3 separate regions of the Mus musculus genome follow, and all the other regions are linked to region 1. A link is a contact called in public Hi-C data. All regions are on one chromosome and are shown on one strand. The core of a region is the stretch at or near the end of the contact, and the rest is flanking DNA. Distances in the headings are between cores, read along the strand shown. Region 1 overlaps Gm40050 (a long non-coding RNA gene). Region 2 has its middle 39 kb from the start of Postn. Region 3 holds the start of Rfxap (regulatory factor X-associated protein).

Region 1 (3,883 bases), core at 900-3,399:
GCAAAGACATGTCTGAAAAGACAGACAGCAGGACCTGAGGACAATTCGTCCTCCTGATCAAACCGTTCCTGCAGCAGACACTCCTCAATTTTGAGTCAGGGGAACCAATAACCGCCCCCCACCCCCTTCTATCTTTGGGTCTGTTTTCTGTTAGTAGTAGAAAAATCCTTAAGAACCAGACTCTTGTCTTAGGAATAATGATAAATAACAACAACAACAACAAAAAAAAGCTAGAGTTGCTGTAGTATAAATATGTTTTTCATCTTTTTTGAAATGACAGCCCTGTGACAGACTTGTAACTAATAAGTCCACCATGCAAATGAGTTTAAATGCTTCCCCGATGTGACACAGCTGGCAGTCAGCTGCTCTCAGGGCTGCTACGTTCAAATCCCAGGCTGCTTCTCTGTGTGTTTTCTACCTCAGACCACTGAAGCATGAAGTCTTTGGCGGTGTGTCAGGTGGTATGAACAGCCATGACATGATGACAATGCCGGTTTCCTTCCTAGAGCATCAGGTATGTTCAGATGCCTGAGGGAACCGGTGTGAGATAGGAACAGCAATGATAAATGGTGCTGTGTGGTATTTGCAAGCCTGTGGTTTAAGTGCCCCCAGAACTTTGCTCTCCTGGGTGGAACTGGTACCCTTATTGATTGAAGAGATTGCTTCTCCATTCCACCATGTAAGGGTGCATCGACAAAGCACTATTATAAAGCAGAGTGAGCCCCCACCACAGTCTAGTTTGGTGATGACTTGCTCTTGGACTCTGGAGCCTTCAGAACCGTAACAAGCTAGGCACAGCAGCCCCCACCTATGGCTGCAGCTGAGGGAGTCTGAGGCAGGAGGGCTGTGAGTTGAAGGCCTTTCTGGGATACATGGGGAGTGTGACTTTGTTTCGATACACAACAAAACCAAATCCAAAAAGATCAGTGAGAAGTAAACCTTTCTTTTCTTCAACTTAAATCTTATTTTCCTCTGTGTGTGTGTGTGTGTGTGTGTGTGTGTGATTGTGTGAGTGTGTGTGTGTGCGTGTGTGTGTGTCTGAGTGCATGTGTGTGAGTGTGTGAGTGTGTGTGAGTGTGTGAGTGTGTGTGTGTGTGTGTGAATGCCATGTGAAGGCAGGTACCTATGGAAGCCAGAATATGGAGTTGAATCCCCTAACCTGGAGCACAGGAGGTTGTGGGCACCAGGTCTTCTGCAAAAGCAGGCAGTCCTCTTAACCACTGAGCCATCTCTCCAGCCCCTACTTCTATTATTTTTCCTGCACTGGGGATGGAATACCTGGCCTCAATCGTGCTAGATAAGTGTTCTACCCATCCCCTACTTATTTCCTACTTTCTGATTATTTGTTTACTTATTTATTATTTTTACTCTTTGATTAAGGCTTCACCAGGTTAACCAGGACGGCTCTGAACTCCCTCTGCATCTCAGACAGACCTTGAGACTTGTGACCCAGGAGAACAAATGTTTTTCACAAAAGGTCTATATAGCTGTCTTCTGAGAATCTCTGACAGTGCCTGACAAATACAGAGGTGGATCCTCGGAGCCTACTATTGGACTGAGCACAGGGTCCACAATGAAGGAGCTAGAGAAAGGACCCAAGGAGCTGAAGGGGTTTGTAACCCCATAGGAGGAACAACAATATCAACCAACCAGTATCCCCAGAGTTTCCAGGGACTAAACCACCAACCAAAGAGTAGACATGGTGGGACTCATGGCTCCAGCTGCATATGTAGCAGAGGATGGCCTAGATGGACATCAATGGGAGGAGAGGCCCTTGGTCCTGTGACGGCTCTATGCCCAGTATAGGGGACTGCCAGGGCCAGGAAGTGGGAGTGGGTGAGTTGGTGAGCAGGGGGAGGGAATAGGGGTTTTTCAGAGCAGAAACCAGGAAATGGGATAACGTTTGAAATATAAATAAAGAAAATAGCTAATAAAAAAAAAAAAGTTTTAAAAAGAAAAACTAAAAAAACTAAAGTTTGAAATTTAGAAAACAGACTTCAGTTTTCTGCCTGGGCATGCGAGACACTTTCTATTCTCTAACAGTAAGTTGAAAGTTGAACAAACTGGAAAACCCAGGTGGCTTCATAGTCCCCAGCCACTGCCCCACCACCGGAACCCAGAGCAGGCTGGCAGGGAAGGCGGAAGTGTAACCAACGCAAGGCTCACTGCAGGCTCGGCGGGAAGAGTCTGAACTCAGGAAATGCCAGCCACAGTGGGGCCTGACACGGCTGTCAACTTTACTTCTCAGAGTTTCAGCTAATCCTTACAGTGGACATTTGAGAAAACTCACCCATGCTTCCAACTCCGGGAAAGGAATCATTGTTAGATGCTCTGTTCTCAGTCGGGTCCGCTCTGGAGAAACTGACTTGTAAAGGTTTTTGTTTTGTTTTGTTTTGTTTTGTTTTTAGAATTAATTTTTTTATTAGGTATTTTCCTCATTTACATTTCCAATGCTATCCAAAAAGTCCCCAATACACTCCCCCCACCCAACTCCCCTACCCACCCACTCCCACTTTTTGGCCCTGGCCTTCCCCTGTCCTGGGGCATATAAAGTTTGCAAGTCCAATGGGCCTCTCTTTCCAGTGATGGCCGACTTATCCTAGCCGAGGGGCCGGCAGGGAGAGCGATGCTGCAGGAACCTCGGTTTCTCCCAGCCTGAGAGCTCCGGCTTCCCGACCACTCCTTGCCACTGCATTTCTCCACACCTACGGACAATGCAGGATATCCCGCTTTCAAGAAAAAAATATAGGACACACTAAAAGGCTTACACACACACACAAAGACATTAGTTAAAAATGAGTTCAGCTGCACCATCAATCAACTGGATCAGTCGATAACTAGAGTCGAATTCATCGAACAGCATACTGCACATAGCTCAGGAGTTCAAATTGAACACTTGACAAAGTGTTCTGAGCCACAAGAAGATCTTCGAGAATAAAAGACTTTGGAACACACTCACTGTCTCTCTCAGACTAAGGTGAAGCTGGACTAACCATCAATGACAGAAAGGGACCTGAGTACCCCTCATGTGTGCAGATTAAATTCTGTAACACATAACAGCAAGGAGAAAAGAAATTTAAAATAAGCATTTTGCACTAAATAAAAACACAACTCATCCAAATGTGTGGGAATCAGTAACAGCGAAGTTTAAAGGGAAATGAACATCACTAAATAAATATTTAGAAAAGAAATATCTAGAGGCTGGAGAGATAGTCCACTAGGTAAGAGCACTGGCTGTTCTTCCAGAGGTCACACGGTTCAGTTTCCAGTACCCACATGGTGTCTCACAACCATCTGTAAGTCCAGTTCTGAGGAGTATGTCGCCCTCTTCTGGTCTCTGTGGGAACTGCACACATATGGCAAATATATAATAAAAGTAAGAAAATCTCTTTAAAAATATATACCTGGCTTAAAGATACAGAAGCTAGTTACTAGCTACAACATTTACATGATATTCAAATAGTCTACATAGAAATAAGCAAATAAATTATTGGAATCTAGTTTAAAATTTACAGTCATATTATGCTGAAGTAAAAATTTACTAATAAGTAAAATTCATATGAAAAATTTGTGTAGTATTTATATAAGATTACAGATTTTAAGTCTATATTTAGTAATCCACGTCCAGGCATAATAAAATCTAAGCAAGGTGTTGATTTTATTATCCATATTCACTATTAACATTATTGTAACTGATATAGTATATAAAAATTACCAGCACTTACAACAACCACAATTGACCAAGACACTGGTGGCACAAGCCTTTATTCCCAGCACTTGGAAGGCGGAGGCAGGCAGCTTTCTGAGTTCCAGGCCAGCCTGGTCTACAGACTGAGTTCTAGGACAGCCAGGGCTACAAAGAGAAACCCTGTCTGGAAAACAA
Region 2 (3,590 bases), core at 98-2,597, 190 kb before region 1:
CTGTAGATAAGAAAAGCAAAACCAAGAGCTTCCCTCCGTTATACTCTTCAGGAATGTCATCATGCCGAGTACAGCTGTTTACACAAATAACATTTTTTAAGTGCATGTCTTGATTGGTGAATTTTTTTGACACCCTCTGCATCTATTTTCATGGGTCTTTATGGTCCATATGACACATGTAGACATACAAAGAAATAATCAACAATATGAAAGAAAAAATATTTTTTAATTTGTCTTATTCAGGTAGATGAATGCTGGTTTACCTACATATTCACTATGAATGTGATTTTACCTAATGTTGCCTCCTTCTAGGAGAAACATGGCTGACAAGTCTGGCATGGCGATGAACATATGGATACCATTACCATCAAAGGCTTTTTACACTCCGTGACTTGGACAAGCAGGCCTTCTTGAAGGGACATGTTTTGGAGAGAGAAGATCAGGTCAGAAGGTAAGGAAGTAGATAAGTTTGAGATCAGGAGGTCCTGCAAAAGCTGACTTATGCCCAGCAAGCTTTTTAAGAAGTACAGCATCATATGTACTGCTTCCAGGGGAGACATAGAACAGAGTTCACAGTAAGCCAGTTAAGCAATCTTGCACTAAGGGACATAGGGCTTCTCAAGAGCATTACTGACCGAGCACACAGCAGCCTTGGGACTGATAACCTCAGCCTTTTCACAAGAAAAGGCTAAGTTCCCAGGAACTTAATTCCTCTGAAGTCCTGGCCCCAGCCCCAGACTGACCTTGCTAAGTCAGCTCCTAAGCAAGGTCACAGAACTAAGTGGCTCCTTTGTTCTCTCTGTGGGGCCTCTGAAGAAGACTTAGATCTGTCTTCCCAACACCTACAGCCTGCTTGGTCGACTTCCTTAGTTCTCCCTGAAGCTGTCCTTTGCTCTCATTAATTACAGTGCTTTGGATATTTGTGATTTTTAAACTAACCTCACTTTAAGTCTCCAGAGATCCGTTCGACACCAATCCTAAATCACTCCCAATCTCCTGGATGTGCCCGAAGGTGACAGTTACCACGTTTCTATCCTACTCTTGATCTTCCTAAAGTTACCATGTTTCTTTCCTACTGGGATCTTCCCAATGCCATCTTTCAGTTCGCATTTACAGTTTCCATCTCCGAAGTGTAAGAGGCAGCCCTTACAACACACTGTAGCCAGACAAAATATATTTCAGCTACATTGTATTTAACAAAAGCTGGTTAAAATAAGTTCATTTGTTTCTCAAAAAAGCTTGTTAAACACTTTGAACTATTTCCCCACCCCCACCCCCTGAATCAAAATAGCCACTTCCCGTTGTTCAGCAGTAAAGTTTCCTGCCATCTTCAGTAGTCACTTCTGAAAAATAAGGCTGTAAACACAGTGTGAGAAAAAGATGGCTTGAGAAACCTCCCATGCTGCTGTTCATCTGTACACATCTGTCCGTGATTATTAGTCACAGGAGACTGCCTGAGAGTTAACAAGTTTTGCTTAAGTTCTCCTTCAGAGTTTCTCCTTGTTGGCCAAACATCATTAGGTCCTGGCTACAACTAGCCAAGCCGTGGTCTGAATGGCAAATGTCTTCTATAGACTCAAGTTTTAAAATCCTTTCCCCAGGTTTGCTGCTATTTTAAAGGCTGTGAAACCTTTAGGAGGGGACCCAGTTGGTGGTAGATTATGTAAGTTAGGACCTTTTGAGGCTATGTCTGCCTAAGTCTACCAGGATATAATGGCCATAGCCACATGTGCCAGCATTATGGATGGAGCTACTTTGTCCCACCTTCCCACCAGAACCAATGACAGCCCTCTGAAAGAACTAGCCAGCCTGAATCCTTGCTCCATGAACACAGTTGCATTTGCCCGCTATTTGGTAAAAACAAAACAAAACAAACAAAAAAGATGATAAAGGTGAATAATACAGACTGCTTCCTGCCATAATGACATCCCTCAGGTTAAATGTGGTTCTGAGAATTCCACGTGACCTTCTCTCCCACAAGAATGTTGAGTGGAAATCACTGCAGGTTTCTCCTCCACTTTGTCATTCCAGTGGAGTATTTGGCTCTCTGTGGTATGCTCCTAATGAACAAGTGTGCTTGGCAAAGGGATTGATTGCCCTGTTGTGTAGTTGACTTCACTAAACCAGCTCCACTTACAGGCCACTGATAACTCATAAACCTGCTGAGTTTTATTATTCAAATATGGCAACTGTCATTCCTTCTTAATCAGAGGAATAAATGTTTGCCAGGTCCATGCAGAGTACAGACACAGAGCGTAGAATGCTACAGCGTAACTCGGGATGCCATTTCTCCCAACTCAATGAGTAACTTGGAACAGGGTAGGGAAAACACTCATTTAGAATGTTACATGCTCACATCATATGATTGACTGTAACTCATTATTTTTAGCCACATTTTCCTGTTTTTCTATTCATGTGTTTACTAGCCAGACTCCATTAGCCTGCAAATAATACGAAACTAAACCTTATTAAACCAAGGAAGAGAGTAATTTAAATTTTTTGTTTACATACTAGCATATATATCAAGTAACTTGTACATTTCAGGAATCAACCACAAACTAGAAATTTGGGGGTGTGGCTCAGGACTAAATGAAAAGCTCTTTTCTGCTGTATTGGTTGTATTGCTGTATTGGGGTTTCAATGGAAGGTTGCTATTTATGTTTTAGATGGTTACATAGTATAGATGATGGCTATTGATAATCTATAAACCAAATCAGAAGGAAACCAAAAACAGGATGCTAGGAAAGAAAATAACTGGTTGTTTGTGAGTCACGTGTATGTTCTTTGAACCAATCATTCTTGCAGAACAGTGTGGAGGTAAGATTATTCAGAGTCAGACCTTCTGAAGTAGCGATCATACTGTACAGTAGCTTCGAGCCTGTTGAGGACTCTTACGATGTAAGCAAGGCAATACAGAAGCTTAACCAGAACAGCCCATGTTTCATGGAGACAGGAAATAGGGACGTTTGGAGGAGCCAAAGCAGGCTTAACACTAGTGTGATACTATGTTAATATAGATGGTAATGTAAAGTCACTAGCTCTCCACTCGGTTAAAAGTTCAGACATTTTTCTCAAATCAGGAGATGAAATCAGCTGGAACGTCTGTAGTCCTGCAGCTCTACAGAGCTGCCTCTGACTCACACGATGGTCATCCCCTCCTCCTCCCGTTCCTTTCATTTGTAAGCAGATATTCATGATCCAGATAGGGGACATGATGCTGTTTATTCTAATAACTTAATTTCCTAGAACTCAAGTCTCATAAATATTGAACTATTTAAAGATATGTACAAAATATGAAAAAATAACCAAATTTTATAGATTGATTTTCATTTCTAGGTGTCTTTACCTATTCCTAGATGATGTAAAGCCACACTTACCTTCTTAATTTATTTTTTCAAATATAAAGTACTAATGGAATATGTATATGAATATCACACACATATGTGATATGTTTGTGTGTATATATATATACATATTTATACATATATACATATATACATATATACATATATATACATATATATACATATATATACATATACATATATACATCATCAACAAAGAAGTAAACACCATCAACAACAGGAAAT
Region 3 (3,694 bases), core at 303-2,802, 220 kb after region 1:
CTTTATCGTGAGATGCTTAGCAAACTTTTGTTATAAGAAGGTTTCCATACATACATGTTTTAGGTCTCAAAATATTAAAAACTCTAAAAGAGGATTCTAGTATCACAAAAGCGAAGATTTTTTTCTTCTTCTAACTCTCCCCAGTTACCCTATTTATAGGACCGCTTCCTTTACATACACAGTACATGGAATGCTATAGCTGACTTGACTGTAGAGAACCTTATGTCTTCACAACTCCAGGCCTTGCACTGTGTAGGTAGGATAATGCTAATACCACAAAAATCAGACGTTTATAGTAGCAATAATTTTGAGTCATCTAGGCCAAACTTCCACAAATGTTAGAAGTTCCCCTTCAAAAGGAACTTCTGTGGTAAGGAGTCTTTCTACTTTTTACGGGTTTTGTTTTGTTTTTTAAACAGCTCTAATACTTAGGTGGACTTTGCTGGGTCTGAGCTGAAATGCACACCACTTATAATTTTCACCTAACCAAAATAAATCCGAAGAAACACTAATTGGGCATTATCTTAAGGGCAAAAGACGAGGGAGCCGAGACTTAAGGGAGATGAATAATGGACCTAAATACAGACAGCTAGCAGCAGAAGCCCAATTGCAGGGCACTGGCGTCTCTCTTCCAAGCTTGACTTGAATCAAGCAACCGAGCAACGCCCATGTGTGCTGTAAGTTACTACCCCACTGTCAATCCAACTTTTCTCAGGGGCCAGGGAGTCTAAGAAAAAAAAACAAAGTCACCAAAGTTACAGAAAACCAACAGGGTGTGTCAATGTGCCGGATGCCTCGGGGTAGACACTGGGAAGGGTTTACTAAGGAGAGGTGTAGATCACCTCCAAAGTGCCCATGTCAGCTGGAGCAGAGGATGAGCCCTTGGGGAGACCCTGAGTGTGTACCAAGTAGGTTGGCACCCATCTGCCCTGGCCCCGGGGCCCCGAGGAGCAAGCATACCTCCAGTTTGACGTTGCCTGTGCTGGCCGCGGACGGGCCGCCAGAGCCCAGTGCCTGGTCGCTCTTCTTCTTCTTGTACTTGTCCTTGTACATCTTGTTGCGGTGCTTCTTGCACATCCAGGGCTTGCGCTGCTTGGCCACCTGGCTGGTGGTCTCGCGGCAGCCCTCGTACGTGCAGGTCTTGGAGCCTCGCCTGCGCGCTGCGCCGCCACCCTCCGCGTCCTCGTCCTCCAGCTCCTCCGGGCTGGCCGCACTCTCGCCGCCGCCCGCCGGGTCCGATGTGTCCAGCAGGTCGGCGTCGTCGTCCCCCGCCTCGTCCTCGGCGTCTGCCGCCGCCTCACTCCCCGCCAGGCCCGGCCTCAGAGCGCCGTCCGCCTCGGCCTCGTCCTGCCGCATCACCAGCACCGTCACCGGAGGGGCCGTCCGGGGACTGGCGGTGCTCGGCCCCGAGCCCTCGGGCACAGCCTGCGCCTCCGTGCTGCCGCCCGAGCCCGGGTCCGCCACCGCGGCCCGTCAGCTCTTGAGAAACACAACCGTACTCGACAAGCGGCAGCCCGCCGCACGTCCCGGAGCCGAACCGCCAGCACTGCACTGCGCGTGCGCCGTAGCGGTCCGCGAGCCTCTGCTTGGGAACGGCGAGAGGGGCGGGGTTGAGCAGGTGCGAGACAGAACCGACTGCGCCTGCGCGGCGGCCATCCGCAAGCGATTCCTAGGTGCAGGCTGACCAAGAACCCGGCTGACAGCCGGTCGTGGTGGCGCATGCCTTTAATCCCAGCACTCGGGAGGCAGAGGCAGGCAAATTTCTGAGTTCGAGGCCAGCCTGGTCTACAAAGTGAGTTCCAGGACAGCCAGGGCTACACAGAGAAACCCTGTCTCCTTCCAGGCGGGGCGGAGCGGCTGACAGAAGTCCCGATTGCGCATGCGCAGCTGTCCTCCGCTCGCCTGGCGCTCACCAGTTGGAAAGACTGGAGAATGGAGACTGGAGGACGGCCAGGAGACACTTTCTGCCTGGACCCATCCTCCCTGACGGGTTCAAAACGCGTCTCTCCTGGAACGTCTCTGGATAGATTAGGTTCCCGAGAGGCCTGAAGAGGAGTTTGAAACAACTCGAGGAGGAAACGGTTTATTTGGCTAATGCATCCCAGTCAAGTCCCATGGGGACATGGAGGAAAGCTTGCTCACAAGCTCTGGTTCGCCTTAGGGTTTCTACCCAGTGCGGACGCTCCTGCCTTTTCTGACATTCCCAGTAATGAGATTGTTGACTCATGTGACAGTTCTGTTTTTATTTTCCCCACAAGCTGCTCTCTGTCTTCCATAGTGGGTGCTCGGGTTGGCGTTCACACTAGCAGTGTAGGAGAGGTCCCTTTTCCCGTATTCCCCCAACCCCCGCCAGTGCTCGATAGATATCTTATCTCTGATAATAACCGTTTCATCTGGGATGAGATAGATAACACTGTTCTTCAGGATTAGGGATGTATATTACATACACCTGTTGGTCTTTGCATGCTTTCCTTTGTGAACCAACTACATCGCCCATTTCAATAGGATTATTAGGTTATTATTATTGTTATTACTTATTTTTATTACGTTTGTTTGAATTCTTTTCTTTCTTTTTTGTTTGTTTTTGTTTTTTTGAGACAGACAGGGTTTCTCTGTATAGCCCTGGCTGTGCTGGAACTCACTCTGTAGACCAGGCTGGCCTCGAACTCAGAAATCCACTCAGAAATCCACCTGCCTCTGCCTTCCCAGTGCTGGGATTAAAGGCGTGCGCCACCACGCCCAGCCTTTGTTTGAATTCTTTATTTGTTTGTTTATTTATTTATTATATGCAAGTACACTGTAGCTGTCCTCAGACACTCCAGAAGAGGGAGTCAGATCTCCTTACGGATGGTTGTGAGCCACTATGTGGTACCTTTGGAAGAGCCGTCGGGTGCTCTTACCCACTGAGCCATCTCACCAGCAGACATTCTGATGTTAACTACTCATCAAATGTAGCTTGCAAACATTCTCTCCCATCTTCGACACGGTGGGAAGCATGGCAGTGTCCATGGTGCTGGAGAAGCGGAGAGTTCTACATCTTGTTCTAGGGCACACAGAAGACTCCCAGGCAGCTAGAAGAGTCTCAAAACCCAACCCCAAAGTGATGCACTTCCTCCAACAAGGCCACACCTTCTCCCACATAGCCACACCTCCCAGTAGTGCCATTCCCTGGGCCAAGCACAGTGAAACAACCACATGCACTAATCTTAGAGCTCACTGATTGGTTAGTTTGACAAACTCTGTAAATCCAGCAGTAGAACCTGCCCCATTCCTAGGGTTGCAGACATGTATGACCATGGTGGGCTTCCGAATGGGTGCTGGGATGAAATTGTGGTCCTCATTCTTGGAAGGCAGCATGTTACCCATTAAGCTTTCTCTCCAGTTCTCTCTCTCTCTCTCTCTCTCTCTCTCTCTCTCTCTCTCTCTCTCTCCCTCCCTCCCTCCCTCCCTCCCTCCCTCCCTCCCTCCCTCTCTCCCTCCCTCCATGTTTCTCTCTGTCTCTTTCTTAGTGAGGTCTTGGGAATAAAATGTATGTTATAATGCTTGCAAGGTAAACTCTTGAGCAAGGAAGCCACCTCTCCATCTTACTGTCACAGATTTTTACACAACTCTGTTTTATCTATCACGCACCTAGTTTATAAGATTACCTTTATCCTAGTATTGTTACAAAAAGGCTTCATTTTTTGTACCACTT

Evidence for each region. Hi-C and Micro-C count contacts between places; a contact is called where the count stands out from the background.
Region 2: a Hi-C map of CD4 T cells shows a contact between it and region 1, with 4 times the contacts expected there. The contact joins two enhancer-like sites. A contact is called at or near these places in 1 of 15 datasets of contacts at CTCF or cohesin (the NIH/3T3 cell line), 2 of 484 Hi-C or Micro-C datasets (CD4 T cells and uterus) and 2 of 9 other capture datasets (adipose tissue and pancreatic islet).
Region 3: a Hi-C map of centrocytes shows a contact between it and region 1, with 2.3 times the contacts expected there. The contact joins the promoter of Rfxap here to the enhancer-like site in region 1. A contact is called at or near these places in 1 of 39 promoter capture datasets (pre-B cells), 3 of 484 Hi-C or Micro-C datasets (CD4 T cells, centrocytes and double positive thymocytes) and 1 of 115 datasets of contacts at active chromatin or transcription factors (memory CD8 T cells).

What each region holds. Positions count from the first base shown.
Region 1 is chr3:54,588,027-54,591,909 of GRCm38.p6, forward strand. Gm40050 (a long non-coding RNA gene) reads right to left here. Exons shown (of 3, transcript XR_867293.1): 3 at 2,525-2,705. Among named protein-coding and RNA genes, the nearest start is that of Gm40050, 11 kb to the right of the region's middle. Within about 2 kb of position 2,150, at least 85 of the 459 cell types and tissues checked have an H3K27ac peak or open chromatin away from gene starts, as enhancers often do. A contact at or near this core is called in centrocytes, double positive thymocytes, memory CD8 T cells and 1 more, where this site is marked.
Region 2 is chr3:54,398,769-54,402,358 of GRCm38.p6, forward strand. No RefSeq gene overlaps it. Among named protein-coding and RNA genes, the nearest start is that of Postn, 39 kb to the left of the region's middle. Within about 2 kb of position 1,348, at least 20 of the 459 cell types and tissues checked have an H3K27ac peak or open chromatin away from gene starts, as enhancers often do.
Region 3 is chr3:54,806,239-54,809,932 of GRCm38.p6, forward strand. It overlaps Rfxap (regulatory factor X-associated protein), which reads right to left and starts at 1,553. Exons shown (of 3, transcript NM_133231.2): 1 at 961-1,553. The coding sequence starts at 1,437.